Regions from separate parts of the Macaca mulatta genome. Here region 2 is linked to region 1. The links are chromatin contacts, called in public Hi-C maps. All regions are on one chromosome and are shown on one strand. Each heading gives the region's core, a stretch centred on a gene start, on an enhancer-like site or on the middle of the called end of the contact. The rest is flanking DNA. Distances are from core to core; before and after follow the strand shown.

The links. Hi-C and Micro-C count contacts between places; a contact is called where the count stands out from the background.
Region 2: a contact with region 1 is called in a Hi-C map of blood, with 4 times the contacts expected there. The contact joins the promoter of PCK2 here to the promoter of CARMIL3 in region 1. A contact is called at or near these places in 5 of 14 Hi-C or Micro-C datasets (CD4 T cells, blood, fetal cortex germinal zone and 2 more).

The regions. Positions count from the first base shown.
Region 1 is chr7:97,162,722-97,168,706 of T2T-MMU8v2.0, reverse strand. CARMIL3 (capping protein regulator and myosin 1 linker 3) reads right to left here and starts at 3,172. Exons shown (of 40, transcript XR_013396131.1): 1 at 2,586-3,172; 2 at 980-1,074; 3 at 642-692; 4 at 479-538; 5 at 269-384; 6 at 1-69. DHRS4L1 (dehydrogenase/reductase (SDR family) member 4 like 1) reads right to left here. Exons shown (of 5, transcript NM_001277870.2): 4 at 5,477-5,532; 5 at 3,420-3,945. The coding sequence ends at 3,831. All of the region lies in intron 1 of LOC144330191 (a long non-coding RNA gene), which reads left to right.
Region 2 is chr7:97,206,077-97,212,061 of T2T-MMU8v2.0, reverse strand. It overlaps PCK2 (phosphoenolpyruvate carboxykinase 2, mitochondrial), which reads right to left and starts at 3,778. Exons shown (of 10, transcript NM_001265937.2): 1 at 3,661-3,778; 2 at 965-1,210. The coding sequence starts at 3,689. The region is part of intron 1 of NRL (neural retina leucine zipper); the gene reads left to right.

The sequences.
Region 1 (5,985 bases), core at 1,923-4,422:
GTCTCAGAGTTGGGGGATGTGTCTCGGGGCCCCTCTGGGGTGTCTGCGTTTCCACGCCGGATCAAACACCTGGAAAACAAACAAGTCATTCCAGAGAGGGCTGGAAGGAGGCTCTCAATTCTTTCCCCGTTACAGCTCCTGCATCCCAGGAAAAACCAGGAGTGGGGACATAAGAGCTCTTCTCAGCCCTGGTCCAGGGGAAGGAGGAAGGGAAGGAGAACTCTCCCTCTTATCTAATGCCTTAAGAGACCCCTCATTTGCCACTCACCCAGGGCCAGGGCAGACCTTGGACAGGGCAGAGCTCACATGTCGTGTCACCTGGTCCACACTTTCAGCTGATGGCAGCCGCATGCTCACCATGCCACGCTCCGTCTCCACCAGGATCTGGGGGAGAGGAAGCATCAGAGCCTCAGACTCCCTCCTCTCTGCTCCTTCCTCCAGCTGGCCCAGTAGTGGGGCCCAGAGCCCTGGTACTCACCTGGTTCTGACTGAGCGTGTTGAAGGCACGGATCTCCAGGACATTGAAGGAGCTCTCCACCTAGGAGGGATGGAGATGCTCAGCTCCTGGTAAGGACCTGGGTTGCCAGGCTCGGGAGGTAGGGAGAATGCTAGGTGCTCTCCTGCTCCTCAGCCCAACTCACCTTGGCTGGGACTTTCAGGGGGAAGAGGTGGAGGCGCCAGGAGGTCAAGGCCTGCAGAGAGAGGAAAAGAATGTCGGCGGTTCATGGCAGCTTCTGGGCCCTAGTGGCCCTGCCCTCCTTAAGCCCTTCAGCTCTGCTCTTGGATTGTCCCCCCAACCCGATGCCCTACCCTAGACTTTTGGACATCAACACAGTCCAGCCCTGCCTCCTCCCCCCAGGTTTTGTCTCTTCAGTGTCCACCCACTTCTGTCTCCTCTGTCCCCCCAGCTCCCTGCCCTCTCCTGGCCAGCTGCCCTTGCCAGCCACCTCCTGCCTCCCCACATGCCCAGTGCCCTCACCAGCACTCGGTCCTCAAACTTCTTGGGTTTTGTCTCCAACTTCACACGATGTTGTTGGAGCACGGCCCCTTGGCTCAGGCACCTCCGGATACTGTCTGAGGGTGAGTGGGAGCCTGCTCAGAGCTTCCCCTTACCCTGGCCACCTCCACCTCCCAGAGCTCTCCAGATAGAGGCAGGGTCAGGGTCAAATGGGATGAGAGAGAAACAGAGAGACAAGGGAGGACAGGGACAGAGGCCTTTCCTGCTTGGGTGACTTTTCACACTCTTTCTTTTTGGCTTTTCTCTTCCTATTAGAGAAGGAGTAGAATATGGAGAAAACTCTGGCTCCTGATGTCCCTGAGTCAGGGGACGGTTGCTGACTGTCTGTGGGAGGGTGTGTCTTACACTTCTAAGGGTGTGAAGAATTTCCAACCCATGCACTACAACAGCCATTGACACATACACAGTGAGTCAGTGTGTGGGGGTGTGGGGTGTCCCTTTGACTATATTCTAGGTGGTCTGGGTGTGAGTGTCTGCCTTTACTATGAGAGTGTGCATGCCTCCTGGAGATGTCAGGGAGTCTGAGTGTGGCATTGGTGGGGACAGGTAAGTGTGAATGAGTATGCTGTGGAAGGGGCACAGAGCCAGACAGTTCCTCCCTGTGTGTTGGGCAGGGAGAAGAATTAACGTTTAAATGAGACCCATACCATCTGCTGGCAGAACCACCCAGATATAGTGTGTGTGTGTGTGTGTGCGCGCGCGCGCGTGTGCTGGGGTGCCATCTCTGTGAAGATGTGTTTACACACGTCTCACGATTGTGCTGTGTGTGTGTGCAGGTGTGGGAGACCGCCACGGTGCAGCATGCCTCTGAGTATCCATGAGCATCCTGCGCTTTGCGTGGGCTAGCCTGTGCTCCCGTCTCTGGGGGTCAGGGTTGTGGCAGTGCTGGGTGGCCGGGCCTGGGTTTGGGCTAGGTCTGAGAACCATGCAAACGGGAGCAGCCTTGATGTGTGGGTGGTGGGTAGCTAGAAGGAGGCAGGCTGGGACGGGGGCTGTGGGAGGCGAGCCGCAGAGACCCTCCTGCTCTTGGTTTTAGCTCCAATCCAGGGCCTCTTCCCTGACTCTCTTCTTTGCCCCACTGGCCTGGGCGCTGCCCAGCTCCTAAGGGGCTCTTCAGGGCCAGTTCCGGGGCGGGGCCGGGAGGAGGGAGGGTGTTAAGCCACGCAGCGGTCAGGACCAGGGGCAGCTCCCATTGCCGGGAGGGGCGGGCTTGGCCCCGCCCGGCGGGGAAGCGGGGACTCTCCGGAGGGGAGACCGGACGCTTCGCCGAAGGTGGGCCAGGAACGCCGAGAGTCAGCCCCAGAGAGCGCCAGGGAACTGCACCTGTCACCGAAGGGCGGGACGGGCGGCTCCGGGACAGGAAGGTCCCGACCGGGTGAGGCGAAGCAGGCAGCGGAGGTGCTCCGGGGACAGCGATGCCCGGACTGGGATGCAGGGGCTGCCTTGGAGCCGGGATGCATGGGGTGAGGGGTGTGAGACACCGGGCTGGGGTGCACCGCGGGGAGGAACGCGCTGGGTCTGGGATGCTCCCGGACGGGGCGTCCCGGAGACCGAGGCAGCCTCGTACCTTGCAACTCGCGGGTGAGCTCCACGCTGGGCTTGGCCATGGCGGCCGCTGTTGCTGAGGCTGCTGCAGAGGAGCCGCCGCCACCGCTGGGGAGCCGCAGCACATGCTAGACCCGGCTTCGGCAGGGCCCAGGCGCTGAGCGCTGCAGCAGCGGCCGAGCCCGCTCGGGTCAGGGGCGGCTGCTTGAGCGCTCCTCCCCCGGCCACGGAGCGCCGGCTCCCCCGCCCCGCCCGGAGAGCTGCCCGACTGAGCATGCGCGACGCGCGGCCGAGCAGCGTGAGACCCCCCGCGCGCGCTCACGCGGACCCCTCTCGCCGGCTCCCGCGTGAGCGGGCCGGTGTGCGTCGCCAGGTGTCCGGGCCTTCGGGGTAGGGGGCAGCGTCCCCGCTTTCCGTCTACTATTCCTCGGGCCAGTGGGCAGAACCCATTTCTTTTGTTTGTGGGCCTGGGCAGCTTGCAGGGCGTTTCTCTATTCCCCACCGGCTCAGGACCTGTTCAGCTTGTCCTTGCTGACTCGGGAGGGAACTCGGGACCTAGGGCCATGCCAGAAGGGGACCTGGCCAGATCTGGGAGGCAAGGGGCGGGGAGATGTTAGAGAGTTCATCCTTCCCCACCCTCGCCCGGCTCGCCCTGCCTCGGGGATCCCCGTGGTGTCCTGGGAGTTCCCGTGCCACCTTCCTTCCAGTTGGCAGCTCTGCAGACACCTCCACCCCTGCACATCACGCTCAGGTCCTGGAGACAGGGAGGAGGGCTGGGGGATCCAGAGATCCAGCCTGGCCAGACTTCTGCTCTCTGCTCAGCTAAGCACCCCACACTGAGAAATGAACACGTGGATTCGATTCAAAGCCCTGCAATCATCTGCATTTTATTTGCACCTCATTTGCAAGTTGTTAATTTGCAACTCTGCTCCTTCCACTCCAGCTTCCTTCTCTCCCATCTCCCCTCAAATTCCCCAGTGGCCCGGGCAAAAAATATCTGTTGGTCTTTGCCAAGGTAGACTCAGCCTTGTCAGCAGACCTGTCCTGTGTTCTCAGGGGAGGCCTTTACCCAAGGCCACAACAACAGCAGGAATCCTGAGTAAGACACCACCTTGACTGCAGGGAAGGCTGCATCTTTTCACAGGGCAGAACTGATTTTATGAGGTGAACAGTAAGGTGAGGAGAGGTGGGAAAGGCCAGTGGATGAATGGAGGAACAGCACCAGGAGCTAGAGCCCAACACTGCCCCATGGGCTGTTTCCAGGTCCTCAGAGGCGGGACGGGGTTCCTCCACCCACCACCACTGTCTCCCCAGTGATGTAGGTGGCATATTCAAAGCACAGGAAAGACAAGATGCCAGCATAATCCTCTGACTCGCCTAACCTGGGGAATAGGGGAAGCAAGAAAGGGAGTAAAAATCAAACAGGTCTGCCTCCCTCACTCGGCCCACAGGGAATGAAATTTGCTTAATCAAGAATTATCAGATGACTTTTCAGGATCAGTGTACAAGCTTTCCGCCTATCAAATAGTGTTACCATGAGGATATGCTGTTATAATTTAGTATGAGCATACTGTACTCTGCAAAAACCATTACCCATAATATTCAAATACTGTAGAAACACACTGTTTTTTAGAGAGCTCAGGACACCAAAATCCAAAGTTATACAGATAAAATAGTAAGCAATTATTTCATACTTCAGAAAAAAAAATGGTTTCACATGTGCACACACTAAAGTATCAGGGAATCTGTGTGACAGTAAATGGTGTGTTTAAAATGATTCCATTTGTACAGGTTCAACTTACAGACAACTTTTTCAGGAATCTATACTTGTCCCTTAAAGTTAGGTTCATTTGGTGAGAATGTGCTAATTCTTATTTTATCAGTGACTGCATAGTTAGGAGACACTTTAATTTGCCTGCCATAGAATGCTCTAGAGGTGGGCAAAGTGAGTAACTCAAACATACAAGGGCTGAATTAATGGTTCTCCATTCTAGCTGTACCTTGCAATCATTTGAGAGGCTTAAACAAACAAACAAAACAAAACAAAAAAACAAAACAAAACAAAAAAAAGAAAAGAAAAGACAAAGAAAAACAAAAGCCCAGATGGTCAAGTCCTACCTTGGACCAATTACAAAAGAATCTCTGGGAGTGGGTGGGGCCTGAGCATCTGCAGTTTAAAAAGCTCCCCAGGTGATTCTAATGTGAATCCAGGATCGAGCTACATGGGCTAGATCAATTCATTGGAGCTCTAGGATGACAATCCCGAATTATTAATGAGTTACAAACTAGGCCTGCAGCTCATGCCTGACATCAGAATGCCTTTGGGAAGATTTGGGATGTCTGGACCAGTACAGAGTTAGGCATTGCTGGCATCTGTCCTCGAAGCCAGAAGATAGAGAGAGGCAGGGAATTTAGAGGAAAGGGAGCCCGACAAAGGTGCTTGAACAGTTCACCCAGCTCACTGGGGAAGAAAGTAACTCCTTAGGCAAGGGGAGTTTGGGGCTTAGTAAAGCTCTTCATTCTTTTCATTTGGATTGTAGATCATCAACCTGAGTTTCATAAACATGTGTCATTATTCAAGGGAACTAAAAATGCATGGTTTTGGTTTTGGTCTTTGGTCTCCATGGATGCTCAGAGGTGGAGGCAATCTCCCAGGTGGAGAAAGGACTCAGGACTTCTCCCAGAGCTCTGCACTGCTGAAACCCCGATGTCTCTGGGTTTACCTTTTGAAAGGGAAGCTGACTTCTTGCTCAGGCCACTGCAGTGAGAGTGTTTATGAATTTGTGGTCTGTGAGGCAGAGGAGAGCCTGCCTGTGTTATCTGTGGGACTGAGACAGTGGACTGTGGGCTGCTAGGGACCAGACCTTTCCATCTTCATGCCTCTTAGGGCCCTTGACCGCATGATGGTTTTACCTTCTGATCTGCAGAGTTTCTTTCATTCTTTCCTCTTTTTCCTTGTCTATCCAGAGCTGCAGGAAGAAGGGAAATGTCTTTATGTTTAAGAAGAGGAAAGCGAAGAACAGAAAGGGAAGAAACTGCCTGTCCTCATGGCAAGAGAGTAAGGATGGACAGACTTCCCTCTTTCACTTCCTATTTCTTTTTCTAGCTCCCAGCTCTCCCCACTGCCGTCATGTGTTTCATTTGTTTCAGGTTCTAGTGATGCATTTTGCTGCATCTCTCCAATTCTCATCCATGTAAGGAGAGAGGAAACAGTGTGAGTAGAGTCTGAATACCTCAGTCTCCACCCTATACCTCAGGAAAGGTTTGATAGGAGTCTGGCTTGGAAAGGGCAGTTGGTACAGAGAGGGAATATGGAAAAGCCCAAGGAAGGAGAATGGAGTGGTTGAGAGTTTAGGAATCAGGTACTGGGCTTCCCTGTCCAAGAAGATGGATGCCTTTCAAGGGGTTCCAGTGGGATGCAG
Region 2 (5,985 bases), core at 2,529-5,028, 43 kb before region 1:
CTCCAGACGTTGCCCCATCTAAGGGGTGTTTCCCCAAGGTCTCAGCCCTCTGGGGGTCTCTGCCCCTGGCAAAATCTCCCTGAACTGGTGAGAAAAAAAAAAAAAAGCAAAGGATCTATTTATGTCAGCTTCTTCATTTAGCATTAAAATAAAATACAAACTACAAACCAGACCAGGCACGGTGGCTGACGCCTGTAATCCCAGCACTTTTGGAGGCTGAGGTGGGTGGATCATTTGAGGTCAGGAGTTTGAGACCAACTTGGCCAACATGGTGAAACCCTGTCTCTACTAAAAATACAAAAATCAGCTGGGCGTGGTGGCGCATGCCCGTAATCCCAGCTACTCGGGAGGCTGAGGCAGGAGAATTGCTTGAACCTGGGAGGCAGAGGTTGCTGTGAGCTGAAATCATAGCCACTGCACTCCAGCCTGGGTGACACAGTGAGACTCTGTCTCAAAAAAAACAAAAAACAAACAAACAAACAAAAAACAGTTTCTTTTTTTTGAGACAGAGTTTCGCTCTTATTGCCCAGGCTGGAGTGCAATGAAGCGATCTCGGCTCACTGCAACCTCTGCCTCCTGGGTTTAAGTGATTCTCCTGCCTCAGTCTCCCAAGTAGCTGGGATTACAGGCATGCGCCACCATGCTGGGCTAATTTGTGTGTGTGTGTGTGTGTGTATATATATATATATATATATTTTTTTTTTTTTTTTTTTGGTAGAGATGGGGTTTCTCTATGTTGGTCAGGCTGGTCTCAAACTCCCGACCTCTGGTGATCCACCTGCCTTGGCCTCCCAAAGTGCTGGGATTATAGGCATGAGCAAATCCCAGTTTCTGAGTCCGTTTACCCCAAAGCTCTCATTCTTGTTCATTCCATTAGGATGTTCTAGTTAAGTTGATTATGTCTTGGTGAACCCAAAGTGGCCTCAGTGCACCTATCTTGCAGGTTGTGGAGCCCAAGGCTTACCAGTTATTGTACTTGGGGAGCTTTCGGATGAGGCCCTGCTGCTCCAGCAGGGTCAGTGTGGCAGTATTCTCAGCCTCAGTTCCATCACAGATGTGGATGCCCTCTGGTTGGCACAGGCGGGCACTGTGCTCTACAAAATCTTGAACGCCAGTGGGAAGCTGACCCAGATCTCCACTAAGCACTCGCAGAGTCTGGATGCTACGGCATGATGGCCAGCCTAAGGGGCTCAGCCCATGCCAGCTAAGCCTACAGGAGAAACAGGGAAGCAATGAGCTAGCTGCTGTCATCGAGGGTGGACGGGGTGGGTGGTGGGGAGACAGAAAGCTTGGGCTGTTGCAGCCTGCTAAAACATGTCTGCATGCAGGGACCATGAAGAGCATGTTGCAGTTGGTGTGTGGGATGTGTTCAGGACACATGTACCTTGTAGCCTTCATGAGGCTTGAGGAGGGTGTCTCCTAGTCAGTTAGGGACAGATATGGCCAAATGAGCAAAAAAGGCACATGCCTGGCTGTGTGGAAGTGTCCATGTAGGCATGCTGATGTTACTGCATGTGTAGCCCATGCCCATGTTTAACTGTTTAATCAATGTTTAGAAATGAGTAGGGGGATGGCTGGGCATGGTGGCTCATGCCTGTAATCCCAGCACTTTGGGAGGCTGAGGCAGGTGAATCACGAGGTGAGGAGATCAAGACCATACTGGCCAACATGGTGAAACCCCATCTACTAAAAATACAAAAATTAGCCGGATGTGGTGGCGTGTGCCTGTAGTCCCAGCTACTCAGGAGGCTGAGGCAGGAGAATCGCTTGAACCCGGGAGGTGGAGGTTGCAGTGAGCCGAGATTGTGACACTGCACTCCAGCCTGGGCAACAGAGTGAGACTCTGTCTCAAAAAAAAAAAAAAAAAAAAAAAGAGTAGGGGCCTTTGGCTCAAGTGTCAAGAAGCTGGGCCCAGGTGACAACTTCATATGTCTGGTGTTTGAAGCCTCATCCATTTTATTTCCATTTTCGAGTATAGTTTTTTATAAGTTAAAATGGCAACTGTTTTTATTCTTTCCTTCTGGTGTGTATGCTGTAAGACTATGAAAGCCCCAAGCAAAGGTCCCAGTCTTTGCAGTGCCAGGTTTCTAGATGAGGACTCTTGCACAGAGAATAGGTGACTGGATGCTGGGCTTCCAGGCCCTGATCTGCTGCTGCCCACTTGGACCAACAATGATTGCGTAAAATGTTGCCCTCGGGTAAGTATTTTTGAACTGTGCGGAAGGTTGACCACTGGGGAATGAGTGTCACTGGCTGGAGTTCATGGGCTTAATTCTTAGGAGGTCAGCGTCCTATTGTCTGTCCTCTCATGGCCCTGGGGGAGAGAGAAGCAAGGTCTGCTCTGATTGGCCTGGACCCAAGGTGGAGTAAGCCTGAGAGAGCAAAGGCCATGAGAAGGATGTTACTCTCCTCCTCTACCAAGGCCTCGCCCATCAGAAACTGCCCCCACACCCAGGACCGCTGACTCCGTACTTCCCCTGGCTCTCCTTCCTAGAGGCCACATGCCTAGAGAGCTTTGGTGTTGGTGGGAGGGTGAAACAGCAGCCTGCTGGCAGCTGGGACTCAGAGGGTGTTAGCCTGGGGAAGGGAGAAAGCTCAGAGCATGGATGCGGGAGCTTGAGTCTGGCTGGGGTAGAAGCTGGGGTGGTTTCCGCTAAAGCAGGATAGATGAACAGTGTGGCCCCAGGGGCAGGGGAGGAGGGCTACTGGGACCTGGGTCTGTTCCTGCCTCAGAGGGAAGTTCTCCCTGAGCATTAATCTTCAAGACACACATCCTTGAGGAGAGCCTCTCTCCAGTTGGAGCCTCGCTCACGTTCTCTCTTGTGAAGCCCCCACACCCTCCTACAGCCCCCTAAGTGGGACCTTTCCTTCAAAGACTACCCACAAGGGCTGCCCACGTGGAACGGGCTGTGCGAGAGATGTGGGTCACTTCCGACTCTGAGACAAAAGCTGAGAAGAGAGGCCTCAGAGAATAAATAGAAAGGAGACTAAGAGGAGGAGCAGACGAACAGGACGAGCCTGGGGGCTCCAGGCCTGGACAGAGGAAGAAGCCAGCTATGTAAGAAACGAAGGCAACTTGGCACCCTCCTCCCACCTTGCTTGCCTCCCTCTCCTGGCCCCAGGTCCCTCGGGCTGCCCTGGACTTCCCGCCAGGTTCCAGTCCTTCCAGTCCGGGAAAGGCCGGGAATGGATGTTTAACCTTCCATCTTCTTTAAGGGGTCTGAGCTCAGTCTCCCGGGGCTCACGTACCCTTGTCCCCAGGGCCCTGCTGCCTCTCGAAGTACCCTGGGGCGCTGGCTGGGAGCCCGGTAGAGGTCCGAGGGAGGTATCTGGGAAGGAAAGGAGGATATGCGGAGACCCGACTCAGCAGAGACGAGCGAGGAGGGAGAGGAAGTTCTGAGAGTGACAGACAGAGATCGCGCGGTCGGAGGCGAGCGAGGCAGAGAAGGGGAGGTGCGGGCGGAAACGAGGAGCACCGGCCGGCTGCCCTCCCAAGAGACGCACGGCGCGGGAGGCTGGACCCACAGCAGTCGCCCCTGCCCGCCTCCGCCTAGGACGGGAAACCTGGCGGAGGCTGAGAGCAGGGGAGCGCCACTGGCAGCCCCGAGGGGGCGAGCGCAGCGGAAGGTGCGGGTGGGCCCCGGGCCGGGGGTCACTCACCGCAGGCCGGGGCGGTACAATGCGGCCATGGCACCTGGGCAGGGGCTGCGGGGTGGCCACGGAACCGAGCGGAGCCGGGGAGATATGGAAGGCGGGGAAGAAGGGAGCGCGGCGAAGCGAGCCACAGCAGAGGCTGGCGGGAGGCGCTTAAAAAGGAGGGGGGCAGGCGCGGGGGCGGAACCTGGTAGGGCTGGCGCGAGATTTCCTCCGCCCTGCCAGCAGGCTGGCTCCCTCGGCCTTGGGGCTCCAGGCCCCAGGTCGGCCCAGCCACCGCCCCAACCTCTGCCTCCCAACCGCCAAACCCACCTCTCCCATTGGAGGACTGGGTCCACCCTTCGGCCCCCGACTTCGAGGTCCCGCCCCCATCCGCCACCGCCCTACCCGCCGCACATGATGTAACTTTGAGGACTCTTGCTCCCCGGAGAGACACTAGGTGGCAAACAAGCTAGGAACGAGGGGCGAGGCCAGGGGCGGGAGGCCAAAGGGCCAGACGTCTAGAAGTTAGGGGGTTGGGCATTGCCTTTTCAGTTCCTCCTCCTAGGGACCCGAAGCCCTGAGCCCTGGGCCTTTCTGTATTCCAAGTGCCCAATGCCAAGGTCCACTTAGTTCCCAACTCCTAAATCCCCGCTTCTCCTCCTGATCAAGGCTCCTTTCTGTCTTACTGTGAAATGGTGGAGTCTCTCCACCCCTGAGTCTCTTCCTTGGTCCTCTGATCTGGTCATTCTCCTGCCCTGGCACACACCCCACCCCCAACGGAGTCTTACTCTGTCACCCAGGCTGGAGTGCAGTGGTGGATCTCGGCTCACTGCACACTCCGCCTCCTGGGTTCAAGCAATTATCCTGCCTCAACCACCAGAGTAGCTGGGATTACAGGCGCCCGCCACCACACGCGGCTAATTTTTTGTATTTTTTGTAGAGATGGGGTTTCTCCATGTTGGCCAAGCTGGTCTCCAACTCCTGACCTCGTGATCCACCCGCCTCAGCCTCCCAAAGTGCTGGGATTACTGGTGTGAGCCACCACGCCCGGCGTGGTCATTCTTTCTCTCCACAATCCAATGAGGAAATGCATCTGCTCACCCAGCTACCACCGTAAGGTCCTCAGGTGATTTCTCAAGCTGTATCTCCATTCAGACATCTCTCTCCAACCTGAGACCACTGGATATCACCCACAATGCTATATAGCACCTCAAACTCAGCTTACCTATGATGGGTGTCTGCTCAGCATCCACTCCTCCTTTCTGGTAATAGCACTCTGATTTTCTTCTGGGGAACCATCCCCTCAGTCTGTATTGTCATGTGGGTCTTATGTCACCCCTCTTGGGGGTAGGCTTGCAGTTTAGCCAACTTTTGTGTTCCTCACTCTGGCCACAGCAATCAGGGATGTTCAAGGATGGGCATGAGATCCCTCTCCGGGACTTTTTCTGAAAACTTTGGAAGTGAGCTATTTCTGCTGAGTTGCTGAGCTGGTAGAATATAAACCTGGAGCTGCTGGGTATTAGCTTGGCACTGCAAAGCAGGAACCTGTCTAAGAAGCCAGCCTAGAGGAAGCACAGCAGGGAGATGGCAAGCAATGGATTCCTGATTTCAGTTATAGGAATCGATGCATTTCTTTTCTTGCTCAAGCTAATTTTAATTGGAGTTCTGCCACTTGCAACAGAAACAATCTTGATTCTCAGATTTTTTGGTGTTCTATGCTGGAACATAGTGGGATAATGAGAGCTAGTCTCCAGCTATGGGCTTGCTGCTGGTCCCCGTCTCTTCCTCCTCAGGCTGTAGCCTATACTCAACCTCAGGTATATGTATTTGGATCTCTTTCCCCCAGTCCGTAGATCCAAACTCTGTCCACACTTACCCAGCTGCAAACAGATGCCTCTTGGCCACCCTTTGGGCCTAAAGGTGTGCACACTGGTGGCAGCATGGTTGACCTGAAGGTCATCTTGTTCTCCATAATCCTGCACTTGCTCTCATGGTTTCCTACCTCAGCAAATGGCACCATCATCTGTCCAATTGCCCCAAAGGGAATCAGTCTAGACTATTCTTATCCTCCATAGCTAATCAGATGCCAGGACCTTTGGATCTGTACTTCTCAATTAGCTCTCAAGTCTGTAACTATCCCCATGGCCAGGGCCTTAGTTCAGGGCGTATCTCTCACCTGGCTTCAGGTGATAGCTTCTTTTTTTTTTTTTTGAGACGGAGTCTCACTGTGTCGCCCAGGCTGGAGTGCAGTTGCCGGATCTCCGCTCACTGCAAGCTCCGCCTCCCGGGTTCACGCCATTCTCCTGCCTCAGCCTCCCGAGTAGCTGGGACTACAGGCGCCTGCCACCT